Linked DNA regions of Mus musculus: region 1 is linked to region 2. Evidence: chromatin contacts called from public HiChIP or PLAC-seq data. All regions are on one chromosome and are shown on one strand. Each heading gives the region's core, a stretch centred on a gene start, on an enhancer-like site or on the middle of the called end of the contact. The rest is flanking DNA. Distances are from core to core; before and after follow the strand shown. Region 1 has its middle 36 kb from the start of Gm16998. Region 2 overlaps Mcm9 (minichromosome maintenance 9 homologous recombination repair factor).

Region 1 (7,001 bases), core at 3,217-5,716, 500 kb after region 2:
GGAGTCTACACAGCCATAGGCACTTCAGCGTTGTTCAGAGCATTGAGAAGAAGTAGATCCATCTGTGAATGAATGGATCAAGAAAGCATGATGTCAAACTTACCTAGAACCCCATCTCTCTGTCTCTGTCTCTGTTTCTCTCTCTGTTTCTCTCTGTCTCTCTCTGTCACTCTCTCTCTCTCTCCCTCTCTCTCTCTCTCTCTCTCTCTCTCTCTCTCTCTCACTCTCACACACACACACACACACACACACACACACACACGCACACACATATTATTTGTTAGTTTGTTTTTTGAGATGTGATCTGATGTAGCCCAGGGTGGCCTTAACCTCATCATGTAGCCAAGGCTGGCTGATGTTAAATCTATGTTCCTCTGTCCCTACCTCCTATGCTTGGTATTATAGGCACATGACACCATAGTAGGCTCCCTGCAGTGGAATAATATTCAGCTTTAAAGAGGGATACCTGGTTAATATGTTGCAATGTGGGTAAGTTTTAGGACATGATATTGAATGACATAAAACCCAAATGTTATAGGGTTCCACGTACATGTACTCATAAAACAGAGGTAGAATATCTGTTTTCATGGACTGGGGAACCCAGAAAGGGGTGTGGTTTTTCAACAAGTTCAAGATTATATAGGTATAATTTTGGAAGATAAAGAAGGCTTTACAGCAGTAGTTCTCAACCTTCCTAATGCTAGGATTCTTTAACACGATTTTTCATGTTTTTATGACCGCCAACAATAGAATTATTCTGCTGCAGCTTCATAACTGCAATTTTGCCACTGTTATGAATTGTAATGTAAATATTTGATATGCTATGTGACTGCAAAGGGATCATGTTGCACATGCTGAGAACGACTATTCTACAGGGATGTTGGAGAGCAATGAGAATATAGTTAATGCCCCTAAACTGTATACTGAAAGATGACCGAGGTGCTAGTGGTACGGATTGTATTTTTTACTATAACTCAACAATTAGAAATAAATACTATATGATGCCTGCTTAGTTTGGTGATTTAGACCACACAATAAATGTTTAGTTCTAGGCTGAAGAGGTGAAGATCCATTGCATAAGCATGAGGATCCATGTTCAGATCACCAAAACCCAAGCAAAGCCAGATGCTGTAGCACATGTATGCAATCTAGTATTCTCATGGCAAGATGGGAGACAGTTTTAGGTAAAGAAGCTTGCAGCCCAGCTAGCCTGGTACTTGTATCTGACAAAGAGGCCCTTTTAAAAAACAAAATGTATCCAGAAGATGTCCCAACCGTTAAGAAGGACACATGCTCCACTGTGTTCATAGCAGCCTTGTTTATAATAGCCAGAAGCTGGAAAGAACCCAGATGCCCCTCAACAGAGGAATGGATACAGAAAATGTGGTACATTTACACAATGGAATACTACTCAGCTATTAAAAAATGAATTTATGAAATTCCTAGGCAAATGGATGGACCTGGAGGGTATCATCCTGAGTGAGGTAACCCAATCACAAAGGAACTCGCACAATATGTACTCACTGATAAGTGGATATTAGCCCAGAAACTTAGGATACCCAAGATATAAGATACAACTTGCCAAACGCATGAAATTCAAGAAGAATGAAGACCAAAGTGTGGACACTTTACCCTTTCTTAGAAATGGGAACAAAACACCCATAAAAGGAGTTACAGAGACAAAATTTGGAGCTGTGACGAAAGGATGGACCATCTAGTGATTGCCACATGCAGGGATCCATCCCATAATCAGCTTCCAAATGCTGACACCATTGCATACACTAGCAAGATTTTGCTGAAAGGACCTAGATATAGCTCTCTCTTGTGAGACTATTCCGGGGCCTAGCAAACACAGAAGTGGATGATCACAGTCAGCTATTGGATGGGTCACACGGCCCCCAATGGAGGATCTAGAGAAATTACCCAAGGAGCTAAAGGGAACTGCAACCCTATAGGTGGAACAACAATATTAACTAACCAGTACCCGGGAGCTCTTGTCTTTAGCTGCATATGTATCAAAAGATGGCCTTTTGCAGGGCCATCACTGCAAAGAGAGGCCCACTGGACTTGCAAACTTTATATGCCCCAGTACAGGGGAACGCCAGGGCCAAAAAGGGGTGTGGGTGGATAGGGGATTGTGGGGGTGGGTATGGGGGACCTTTGGGATAGCATTGAAAATGTAAACGAGGAAAATACCTAATAAAAAATAAGAAATGTAAATGAAGAAAATACCTAATTAAAAAATAAATAAATAAAAAGGAATTAAAAAAAAAAAAACAAAAACAAAAACAAAATGTGAGCCGGGCGTGGTGGCGCACGCCTTTAATCCCAGCACTCAGGAGGCAGAGGCAGGTGGATTTCTGAGTACGAGGCCAGCCTGGTCTACAAAGTGAGTTTCAGTACATCCAGGACTACACAGAGAAACCCTATCTCAAAAAAAAAAAAAGAAACAAACAAACAAAAAAAAAAAACCAAAACCAAAACAAAACAAAAAAAAACCCCCAAAACCCAAAATGGAAGCCAAGGTTGTCCTTTGACTTCCACAAGAGTGCCGTGACATATGTGTTTGTGTTTGTGTGTGTGTGTGTGTGTGTGTGTGTGTGTGTGTGTGTATATATATATATATATATATATATATATATATATATATATATGTATGTATGTATGTATGTATGTATGTATGTAGAGAGAGAGAGAGAGAGAGAGAGAGAGAGAGAGAGAGAGGACAGAGGGAGGGAGAAAACAAAGTTGAATTTTAATTTAAAAACTTACTATTACTCATCTTTCCTTGAGCCTCTTTGTTTTCCTCTGTGACATATTCCCCTACTTTATCCCTTAAGCTGGTTAACTCTTCCCTGAATGCTTGTCCAATGTTTCACGACATCGTTACTGTGCTGAGAGTGTAACCAGCCTGTGATTACAATAGGTCTGTAACCATGAAGAACAGTCCATTTTTATTAAAGGGCACACAGCTAGTGCCCATGTCACAGCAGCACAGCTATTCAGGCACCGTAAGAAAGTATGATATAAATACATTCCCCATTCTGCTTTCACTCTCACTTTTAAAGTTTCAAGAAAAAAGTTCATTTAAAAAATGTACTGCATTTATAAATACAAAAGCAATGGAAGTGAAGGGGAGTTTTAGGTGTAACTAAATATTTTGCTTAAAATGTGCATTAGTTTTCAGATGGTGAAGTTCACCAGCACACTGCCCATTTTACAATTACTGGCTCTTTTTCTATTACCAGGGACTACACTGTAATTAGGAGATTGTATGTGTAGGCTTTCTGTTCATGAATCTAGTACAGTTCTTCTAAACATTATAAAAAGATATTAGGTTAAATGTTTAGAAATATTTTCCTGTGACTAATTCTTGACAGTTGTAAAAGAAAAAATGGTTTGTACTCAAGCTTGAAAATGCCCAGTTGCAGAAGTACTTTGAAGAGAAACCACTGATCTCAAAGACTCTATCCTTAACAGAAGGTCTATTTGACCTGCCTCTATTTGTTGACCCAGTATTACTCTGGGTAACTAATCTTTTATCAGTTAAAGTAGCCATATGTGATTTAAGGGATGAAACATAAAAAACATTGAGCAAATTTATCTCTGGATGAGATGTCCAGCCTCATATTTTGAGGGGTAGGCAAAGGTAATCTACAGATTATTGGATTGTATACTCAATGAATTATTGGGAGAGTTTCACCCAAAGCTTTTTTCTTCAGATTTAGATAATTCTTTTCACTGAAGAATTGGTTCCTTAGTAACCCCAAAACAGACACAGAGGCAACACAAGTCATTATTTCCCTTAAAAACCATCTCACCATGTAGCATACTGAGATCACCTCAGTTGTATGTATCTTCAATCCAGTGTACAATACTGCTGTATTTAAATTATTATGCCTTTTGTTTTACTCTTTCCCTTTATATAACAAAAAATCAATCAAAAAGAATTAAAGGAAATAAAAGATTAAATTACAACATAACAGATGAAAGTATGCCATAATGGAGGTCTTTGCCAAGGACTTGGGTATCATGGTAATATTGTAATGCCTTAAGTATAAAAACTCAATATATAGTTTTTCTGTTTACAGTCTTGGGAATGTCTCCCACCTTTAATATTTGAAATGAACCCCATTGTCTTGGAAAATGCTACAACGTATGGTAAAAGACTTTACAATGGAGTCCTGTAGGGACAACAGTTTCCCATCCTTGATAAAACAGTGCTGCCATTTGTCTAAATGAATGCTTAGTCTGATTGCTTAGAATATTTTAATACTGGTGGATTTTGACAGTGCAGTGAGGAAACTGAAGTTTGGAAATAAAAACACTTCTAAGCATTGCTTTAGCTTTCTTATTTTGACTTAAGTTTTTAATCTATGACATTATTTCCTCCTCTAAGCACTTGCATGCATATGTTGAACTATTTCTGACCTTTAGCCTTCTTCCTCAAGCTGATGTCCTCAGCAGATGGCTTTTTCTAGCACTTAAGGCACAGAGAGGAGCAGTCTGTGGAGATGCTTTTCCTAGCTTTCTACTTCCTCAGTTGCTCCTTTCTACTAAGATTGTTATGTCTAGACCAGGTCATAGCTCTCTGTGAGAGAAATGTAGAGACATTGCTTCTCTGTCAGAATAGTAACCGGTATGTGTTCTGCTGGTCACATTCTTTTCTGCATACCAGTATTGTATATCGTCTTTTTATCTGTCCTCTCAGCTTCCTCCTCCAAATACATGTGATCATGTTGAGGACTGACTCAATCCCCTGCAGACTTCCACATTCTGCAGCCCTTTCTGCCCACTACTCAATTTTCCTAATTAATTTAAACCTAAAGTCCTCTCAAGGCAACACTTATCTGCACTTCTTCATCCTCTTAACTTACTGCTATCTGTGCAGGAAGCTCTATATCACACAACTTGCTCGATTGACATTACAGAGATCATTGTTTTGGGCTAAGATTCACCTCTGGACCCCAGATGACCAGGCCAAGCATCAAAATAGAGCTAACTTTGCTAAAGTCCACCAGCTCATTTATCTCACTCTTTGAGAAATCAACTGCAGAGATCTAGTAGCAACCAGCAGACTAATTTTCATTGGCTTGGCAAGGGTACACTTTCAAGTATTAATCTTTATACAGAAAATGTAACCTGAAGTCTGTCTTGACTGTGTTTCAGCTGTCTTGTCAGTTTTTCCTCATTTCACTAAGAGTCATTTCTTTCTTTTCTTTATAACAGTATTATACCGAGTATACTGTTGTCCTGGTTTTGCCCAAGCTCCCACCCTTAAGTGATCTTCCTTGCTTACCTTCCCAGGTAACAGAGACTATAAATATAGACCACTACACTCTTGGCACACTTTAAAGTGACCAGTCATGTTTTGTTTTTGTTTCCACTTTCTTGAAGTCTTTATTTGTTTAAAGCATCATTGGAATGCTCTTTCTGTCTCTGTCTCTCTGTCTCTGTCTCTCTGTCTCTCTCTTATACATCAATTTCCCTCACTTCATCACTTTCTATTTCTACCTTTATCTCCTTGAGGTAGCATCTGGTTATGCAAGCCAGATTATTCTAGAACATATGATTCCTCTCCCTCAGTGCTGGGATTATAGAGACACATTACCTTGCCCAACTAACATACTTTCTTTTTACAGTATGAACTGAGATCTATAAACTAAGTTGTAATACTCCTGTTGTTTAAGAGTAAAATCTTTCCCCAAAGCACCAAGGTCACCTTGGCTAAATAATATGGTTTTCAGCTTTCCCCTCCCCATTGAGGACATTCTTCTCTGTGTATGGCATTGTGTCTAGGAAACATTATTATTGAATGCGTTCTACTGAGTTAGCTTAGTGGTTTTCAGAGTATTGTTTGGCTCCTTCCTCTGTTTTCTGAATGATCGGCAGTCTGTACTAAGCCCTCTACTAGCAATGTTCAATGTCCTGTGTTTAGACTTGTTTATTTTGATGGCTTCTGGTGAGCTCTGCATGTCTGTGTAACTCAGACGCCCATTTAAACCTGAGGTGTGCCTCCCAGACTTTGTTCTTGCTTGTATCTCAGGCATAGTATGCCCATCTTCCCAAGATGGGAGTCTCTGCTGATCCTGATCATTTCTTGTGTGCTCTTATGTTCAGTGTACCCAGTAGTCCTAAACTCCTCTTCTCCTTTTCCATTTGGTCCAGTCAATGCCTGGTTTTTACTCTTTATATCTCTAGTAACTTCTGAGTTCATTACATTCTCTTGTCATTGGCTCAATTAGAATCAATCACTCTATCACCATTTTAACTAGACTTGATCTCCTAAAAACATTCTTCACTTTAAAAAAAAATCCCAGTTTAGACCAAAGAGATAGCTTAGTTTGTTAACTCCCTGTCTTCAAAGTGTGAAGACCTGAGTTTGATCCCCAGAACTCATTTAGATAATCTGGGTGGGGTAATTTACAGTTGTAATCCCAGAACTGGAGAGCCAGAGAAGGGCCGATCCTCAAATCTTGTTAACCAATCAGTCTCCCTATTTGGTGAACTCCAGGTCTGTCTCAAAACTCAATGTCGAGAGCACTTAAGAAATGACACCTATGGCTGATCCCTGGCCTCAACATTTGACAGCACACAGAAACATATATGTTCCCTATCCCAGATGCTGTCTTAGGTTCTTTGATGTTGCTGTGATAAAATACCACGATCAAAAGAAACTTAGTGGAGCAAGGAGTTAATGTAAGCATACAGTTAGGTCTCATGGAGAATTCAAGGCAGAAACTTCGGCAGTTTATCACATCACAATGAAAGTTAAGAGCAGAGAGAAACAAATGCAAAGATGCTCATTTAATTGCTTGTGCTTGGCTAGCTTTCTCCAATTTTATACAGTTCAGGAACACTTGCTAGGGAATGGTACTGCCCACAATGGGTATTCCCAACTCAGTGGGGTATTCCCACCTCAATTAAAATAATAAAGACGACCCTAAGGCCAAACCAAGGGAGACAATCAATGGAGACACTCTTCCCAGGTGATTATGTCA
Region 2 (6,880 bases), core at 2,119-4,618:
TCTTAATAAGCACACTATTTGTTCCAATCTAAGATGATAAAGAAGGCCAAGTCAAGTGAGAAAAGAGAAAGAGGAGCTTTGTTTAGATTCGGCTTTTCTTTTTCAGTTTGGTTTTTGAGATGGTCCTGCAAGGTAGCCAAAGGTGGTTTCAATCCTGTACCAGTCTCCCAAGTGTTGGGACTACAGGTCTATGCCACCGTGCTGCACTGATCCTGTTTAGGTTTCAAATTTAGAATCTTTTCAGTTTCTATAAATTTGTCATGCTGAATAAAAAAGGGGGGCTTCTTTTTCTCTTTCAACTTGTAGCTATCAAGCCAGCACTATTCCTTAACACAATGCAGCCTCGTTTTCTGGAAATGTCACTATCACCCCACTACTTAGGTAAAGAAAAATAGCCTCAGAAATGAGGCACTGTAATAACTAGTGTCTTCTATAGAGGTGAGCTGGGGCTTGCGGAGCTTCTGAAAGAAGTAAAATTAATTCACCTTGCAAGTTGACTTGGCATGTGTTCTTGATTGAGAAATTGGTTGTTTTTTGGAATAAGTTACTGTGGTATCAGTACATTAAGATCACTGCAAAATAGAACTCCAATAATCCCAGGTGAAGTTCTTGAAGTCCAATTGTGTGTTTTAAATAAAAGCAACAAATTTGGGAATCATTTTAGTGTATTCATAAAGAAAGCATTTCATCCATTCACTGGTCTCATCAGTTAACAAGATTCTAGTGAGTTTTCCCTGAGCCTGTCCATGCTTTATGTACAAAGACTATTTTTAATGAGTCAATCTTTTAGTTTGGGAAATAGAACCAACAACTGAGCTACTTCCTATCCTGTAGTGGCTCAACAATGACTCAGTGGCAAGTACCTGATGGTGATGAGCCCTAGAACAGCAGGAATAGCAAACCCCTTGATTAAAAGGAAACCAGAAGGATGATGTAGAAAATGTTGAAGGTGTGTTACTAGTAGAAGGACTCTCCTTTTCTAGACAGAAAGCTGAGAGAAAAGAGGTCAGGGCTCTAAGCCAAGAAGACTTGAGATTCTGATTAAAATCCAAGGGTTACACATTAAAAACAGAATGGACCTAAGAACCAAGTTTAAGAGTATGTAAGGTGAGCCAGAACTATCTATCACATGCTGGCAGAAGCCACACTCCAGTGGTAAAGGGCACAGGGTCAGAATCTAGCCTAGACACACGTCCCAGTGCTTATCTTGAGCAAGAGCCTCTACTTTTCTGCTTTACTGTCTCTCTCCCTTCTCCATGGCTTTGTAATGGAACATGATGCATTCAATCCCTTCCAAATTTCTAGTTTCAGACTATGTTCTTATAGTGTCTGTGGCCAAGATTCCTCTTTACCGTTACCTTGCAGAAAACCTTTCTGGTATAAGATAATCAAATCAGCACAGTATGAGTTCAAATGATCCAGCAGACCCAAGTACTATGCTTGGGGTCCCATCAGTCTCCAGTTTCAGGAGACAAATCAAACCCCAAGAGAAGCAACACTGCCTGCAATAGAGAGACGCCCTTTGGATTCAGCTTCTCTTCTCCACTCCAGCAAGATGCACATACAACTTCAAAATGGTCAAATATACAATATCCCAACCAGTATCTACGACCATAAGAGGGGAGTTCATTCATACTAAGAAATGTTGCCTGAATTTCACAGTGTCTTCCTAACTTATAAGGTTATTTTATGTAATTCATTCTTTATCTGACAAATGAGTTGCATAGCTACAACTTCCTAATTACAGGACAGATCTTCAGTCATCAGCACAGGGACTTGGGAATATCCAGGGCAGAGTGCGGTGTAATGAAGGCAGATGAGCTGTGGCACTGTAATGGATAAGGAATGAACCCGACCTGAACCTAACAACAGTTCAGTTAAAAACTACACTGAAAAATGGATGATTTTAAAAGTAATTGCTATGTAAAGCCATAGCTTAGAGAACTTTGGGCTCCTTTTTATACTGATTACATAAAAGGAAGATCAGAGAATTCTACGTATGTATTGTACGTGGAAGATTTAAAAGAAAATCCCACAAAATAAAAGCAAACTGTCCTATAGATGAGTGGAAGCTTTACTTTGTAAAATAAGTGTCTAGTTTGGCTTGTGACTTGAGAATAAAATAATATACATTAGAATGGAGATATAAGTTTATTTTTTTTGAAACATTCAAAGAAGAATGAAAACAAAATTTAATTCATGTTTTATATATGTGGGGCTTTTTTTCAATAAAAAATAATACTTTCTAAACTCAAGGCTGTGGTGTGTTATCTTATGTAATACATCGAAAGCTCACAATGTTATGCTACAACGACAAACGTTTTCTGTCCATCAGTCTTTCCCTATTTTAAATCCTCAGCTAACACGGCCTTTATTTGGAAGTATGGTAGAAAACTATGTACTTAATGTATAAAAGCATGAGGACGGACGTGTGTTTAGTCCCCAGCACCCACATGAAAAGCTAGGCATGCTCACACATGCTTGTAATCCCAGTGCAGGGGAGACGAGACAAGTGATCACTAGGCCTCACTGACCGGTGAGTCTAGCCTTCTGTCCAAGTCAGACAACTTATTTCTGTAACTTGGGGGCAGGGGCAAGAAAACACGTGATGGCTCTTGAAGAATAACATAAGATTGACCTCTGGCTTTCACATGCACACACACACAAGAAATAACAAAATCTCAATGCCAGAAACAGACTTGAAGATACTGACTAAATGATAACCGTTAACAAAGCTACACATCACCTACGTAAGTCATATCCCATTTAACTACTGAGTTGAATGTAGTCAATTCTGATGAGCCTTAGGCCCTTCATCACCAACCTGCAAAGGGGTCACTCTTATAGTGTTCCCAGAAGTCTTCAAATTCTTTTCGAGTGTCCTCATCCATGACCATCCCCGAGGATTGCTCATTATTCACTTGGACATAGTTGGCTTTCAAGACAATCTCAACTTCACAGCGTACATCTCGCTGAAAGGGTTTCCACCGTTGCATTACAACCCCATAGATGGTGAGGTCATCTCCTAAGGAAAGCACCCACGTGAGTCCAGCAGGAAGATCATGCACAGTGAGATGGCATTGAAGCACTTGGCAAAAGACCAGAAATTAGAAATAAGCTGCCCATAACTTCCTGTTTCCAAGGACATCTGTTCATTCAAAAAGCAACGACCAATTTTAGGTTAAAACACAACCCAGATTCTCAGCCCCTAAAACAATAAATTGTTTCTGAACACATAAAGTCAAAGTCAGCATTTTACAACAACAAAATGTGCTACATAATAAACACACAATGCCCTTTACTGGGAATAGTGCACTAGATAATTTACTTATCATTGTTATGTCGGACAACATGTTCAATCTCTGAGAAACTAGTCAACCAGAAACTGAAACCACATTAGCTTGGAATCAGGAAAGTAGACAGCCTAGTGCTGTCTGGCATGTTTCTTATGTGTTTTTTTACTTTATTAATATTTTACTCAGTCTCCTGCTTTTTTCAATGAAGGAATAGATCAGTACATATTGATTCTACTTCAAAGCATAAAATAACTGGTTTCAGGCCCCAGGTCAAGGGACTGAGGTGCAGACCTGGCATCCCAATTCTAGCATCCCTCAGCCCCTACCTGATATATCCTGCCCTCAACTCTGAACTTTCCAGCCCAGAAGCTGGACTGCCTCCCCCCCAGAGGCTCTTTCTATACAATCCAGACATTTTGGTCTCTTCTCTCTGTGCGCATGCACCCTTTCTTGACTCCCCTTTCCCCAGTGGCAACTCCCCTGTCCTCAATCCTTGTGGAGAGTAAACTGGCCGGAGAGCAGCTTCCCGATAACCCTTCCTTTGATAGAATCTGGCTTGAACTGGCTCATTCACCAGTGGATAAATAACTTGTCAGATGGTGCTGAACCCGAGAGGATTGAGTCCCCAGCCCAATGGCCTAGGTCTTTCCTGGCCACGTGGAGTCTTGTTCTCTTCCCTCACCTTTCTGCCAGATACATCATTTCTTCGAACTCCGTGAGATAGCCTCTTAGGATCCAGGACCCTCTGTGCTCTCTGCTGATTTGTGGCTGTGCCAGTGTTAGCCCCACCCAATCAAAGAACAGGTCTTTGTTCGTGGGAGTAACCTTTGATACAGAGATGTCTTATTACACTCCCCACCCCATAAACCATTAGGTCACAGACTATCAATTGGGATGCCAATTCCATAGTGTTAGCATCTCCAGCAAATGCTGGGAAAATGGGTGCCACAGGATCTAAAGCAAAAATTTATTCAAATTGGTCTGAACGCCCTGTGTCCACTTTGGAAACACTCCCTTCCCACTGAGCACAGGGATCCAGGTACAGTGAAGCCTCACCCTCTCTCACCGCCCACTCCCATCTCCCTCCTGTCCTTGTGTGGCCCTGGCCCCAGCATCAGCTGCCAACTCCATGTGATTGCAACAGTGATGGTGAACGACCAGCAGGCTCATTTTAAATTGCTCACTGTGCCTGTGAGGGGTCACCATCTTGACTTTGGAATATGGCTCCACCACCATCTTGCTTAAGGGCAGCAACATGTGACATGATCAGACCAGGGAAGCAGGTCTCCACATGATACTTTTGAATTGAAATAAAATTTTTATATATAAATATTTTTAAGATTTACTTAATGTATATAAGTACACTGTCACTCCCTTCAGACCCAGCAGAAGAGGGCATTGCATCTCATTTCAGATGGTTGTGAGCCACCATACGGTTGCTGGGAATTGAACTCAGGACCCTGGAAGAGCAGTCTTAACTGCTGAGCCATTTCTCCAGCCCATATTTTTATGTTTTACTTCTGTACTGTCTTGGCAAATAGTTTACAATATTGTTCTATGTTTTTACTCTTTGAAAGATGGTTTATTTTAATATAACTTTAAAGTTTTACAACATTAAAAAGGTTAAAGATCACTGCCTTAAAAATATATTTGCCTTGTTCTTATCTACCAGTAAGAACCAACTTGTTCCTTAGTTATTCCTTCCCACCTGAGGAAAACCTATTCCTGGGAGGCAGATGACCACACTTCTATGTGATGTTCTCATAGGAGACCCTAGGTAGCTTCTAGGCACATTTACTAACCCCTGATGCCTGTGATTTACCATATACAATACAGCGTGTTATTTAACATGTATTTAAGAATGTGATATCCAGAGCAGGGCGTGGTAGCGCACACCTTTGATCCCAGCACTCAGAAGGCAGAGGCAAGAGGATTTCTGAGTTCGAGGCCTGCCTGGTCTACAAAGTGAGTTCCAGGACAGCCAGGGCTACACAGTGTTTTACATATGTGTTTCCAAGAATTTTCATACACCTTGCAAGGTCAATCTAGAATAATGTCATTTTACTGTATTCCCTCTTAAAAGTTTTAGATAAAAATAACTGGAATAAGTTTCAATACATACTTACTTGAAACACCCCCTTATTATCTTCACTCTAATAGATTATACTGAGGTTCTTTCAATATTCATTAAATGAGGGCCATAACTTTCAATATAGTAGAAATCAATTTCTATAAACAGTGATTATATAGAAAACAGAGTATGGAAGAATGGCCAAGAATAACAATCTCATTAGGAATGGGTGTAAATCTTCTTGCCACCATTCTTGGGCAAATTATAGTATCAGTCATGATACTATAATGAAAATTAGATCATATATATGTATGTGTATGTATATATACATATATATGTATATGTATGTACACATATAAATTAATGGAATCTCAACTTAGTGTTACCTATTATTATACTAAAATTACCTTGCATTTGTAGAACATTTAAAAACACTTAAACTACAAGCTGGGCAGTGGTGGCCCACGCCTTTAATCCCAGCACTTGGGAGGCAAAGGCAGGCGGATTTCTGAGTTCGAGGCCAGCCTGGTCTATAGAGTGAGTTCCAGGACAGCCAGGGCTTTACAGAGAAACCCTGTCTCGAAAAACAAAAACAAACAAATAAACAAAAACAATTCCCCCCACCCAAAAACCAAAAAACCCCAAATACACAAATGGTTTCATATGTGCAAGTACTTTTTGAATGGCAGATTTATGTGATCATTGTAACTTTGAAGTTTACAGAAACAGAACATTCACTTAAAAGCTGTGTATTTTCCTACAGTTAATATGTACACTATTGGTAAAGCTACAGTTCTTCCACTTAAACAGTCCACTCTCTGCCCCTTTCCCTTCCCCAGCATCTGGAGTCCTGCAGATATCCCCAGTCAGATCCATCCCTTTGATCTTTATCACAGTTGTTAGCACGGCAATCCACTTCATTGCTCTGAGGAGTGTGAATTCTGCCTTTTGATTTCTTAGGTTTACAGCTATGGGTAATGGGGCAAAGATCTGTTAACATACTGCTTTTACCTGTCCTTTATTATGAATGACAGCTGAAAGAAATACGGCTTAAGATTTCAGTGTAGACATAATTCAGGTTCAATCACTACATGGAAACACTGTTCTCTACTGAGAATATTCTTTTTCAAAACCTGTGACACTCGGGTGTCATCAGCACACAGCTGAGAGAAACAATGATGCCTTTTGCTTAGGTATCACTAAGTTTTTAGTCACACTTGACAGTCCCATCTGAGTCCTTTGACTGCCCAATCCACCGCAACCCTTTTGAGATGGCCCTGTTAAGCATGATGCCTGACTGAAGAGAGGCGTGGGTCAGAACTCAGTGATCTGGGTCTATGCTCCAGTCCTGCTGCTTAGTTCTTTACATGGGGTTAGGTAAGTCTAGTTCCTTGTCAGAAGGGACAATGTGAGCAGCAGGAGACTTCTAAGCCCCAGCTTAGCTCTTCCTTCCTCTCTCTCTAAGCCTAACTCTTCACAAGGTGACCACTTAATGCCCTCCGTCCCTTGTCAG

The links. HiChIP or PLAC-seq counts read pairs in DNA pulled down with a chosen protein or histone mark.
Region 1: an H3K4me3 HiChIP or PLAC-seq map of bone marrow-derived macrophages shows a contact between it and region 2, with 5 times the contacts expected there. The contact joins two enhancer-like sites. A contact is called at or near these places in 2 of 39 promoter capture datasets (the C10 cell line and pre-B cells), 1 of 115 datasets of contacts at active chromatin or transcription factors (bone marrow-derived macrophages) and 1 of 9 other capture datasets (liver).

Annotation. Positions count from the first base shown.
Region 1 is chr10:54,108,130-54,115,130 of GRCm38.p6, forward strand. No RefSeq gene overlaps it. Among named protein-coding and RNA genes, the nearest start is that of Gm16998, 36 kb to the left of the region's middle. Within about 2 kb of position 4,467, at least 11 of the 459 cell types and tissues checked have an H3K27ac peak or open chromatin away from gene starts, as enhancers often do. A contact at or near this core is called in bone marrow-derived macrophages, where this site is marked.
Region 2 is chr10:53,613,028-53,619,907 of GRCm38.p6, forward strand. It overlaps Mcm9 (minichromosome maintenance 9 homologous recombination repair factor), which reads right to left. Exons shown (of 13, transcript NM_027830.3): 5 at 2,825-3,025. Among named protein-coding and RNA genes, the nearest start is that of Mcm9, 13 kb to the right of the region's middle. Within about 2 kb of position 3,369, at least 53 of the 459 cell types and tissues checked have an H3K27ac peak or open chromatin away from gene starts, as enhancers often do. A contact at or near this core is called in bone marrow-derived macrophages, where this site is marked.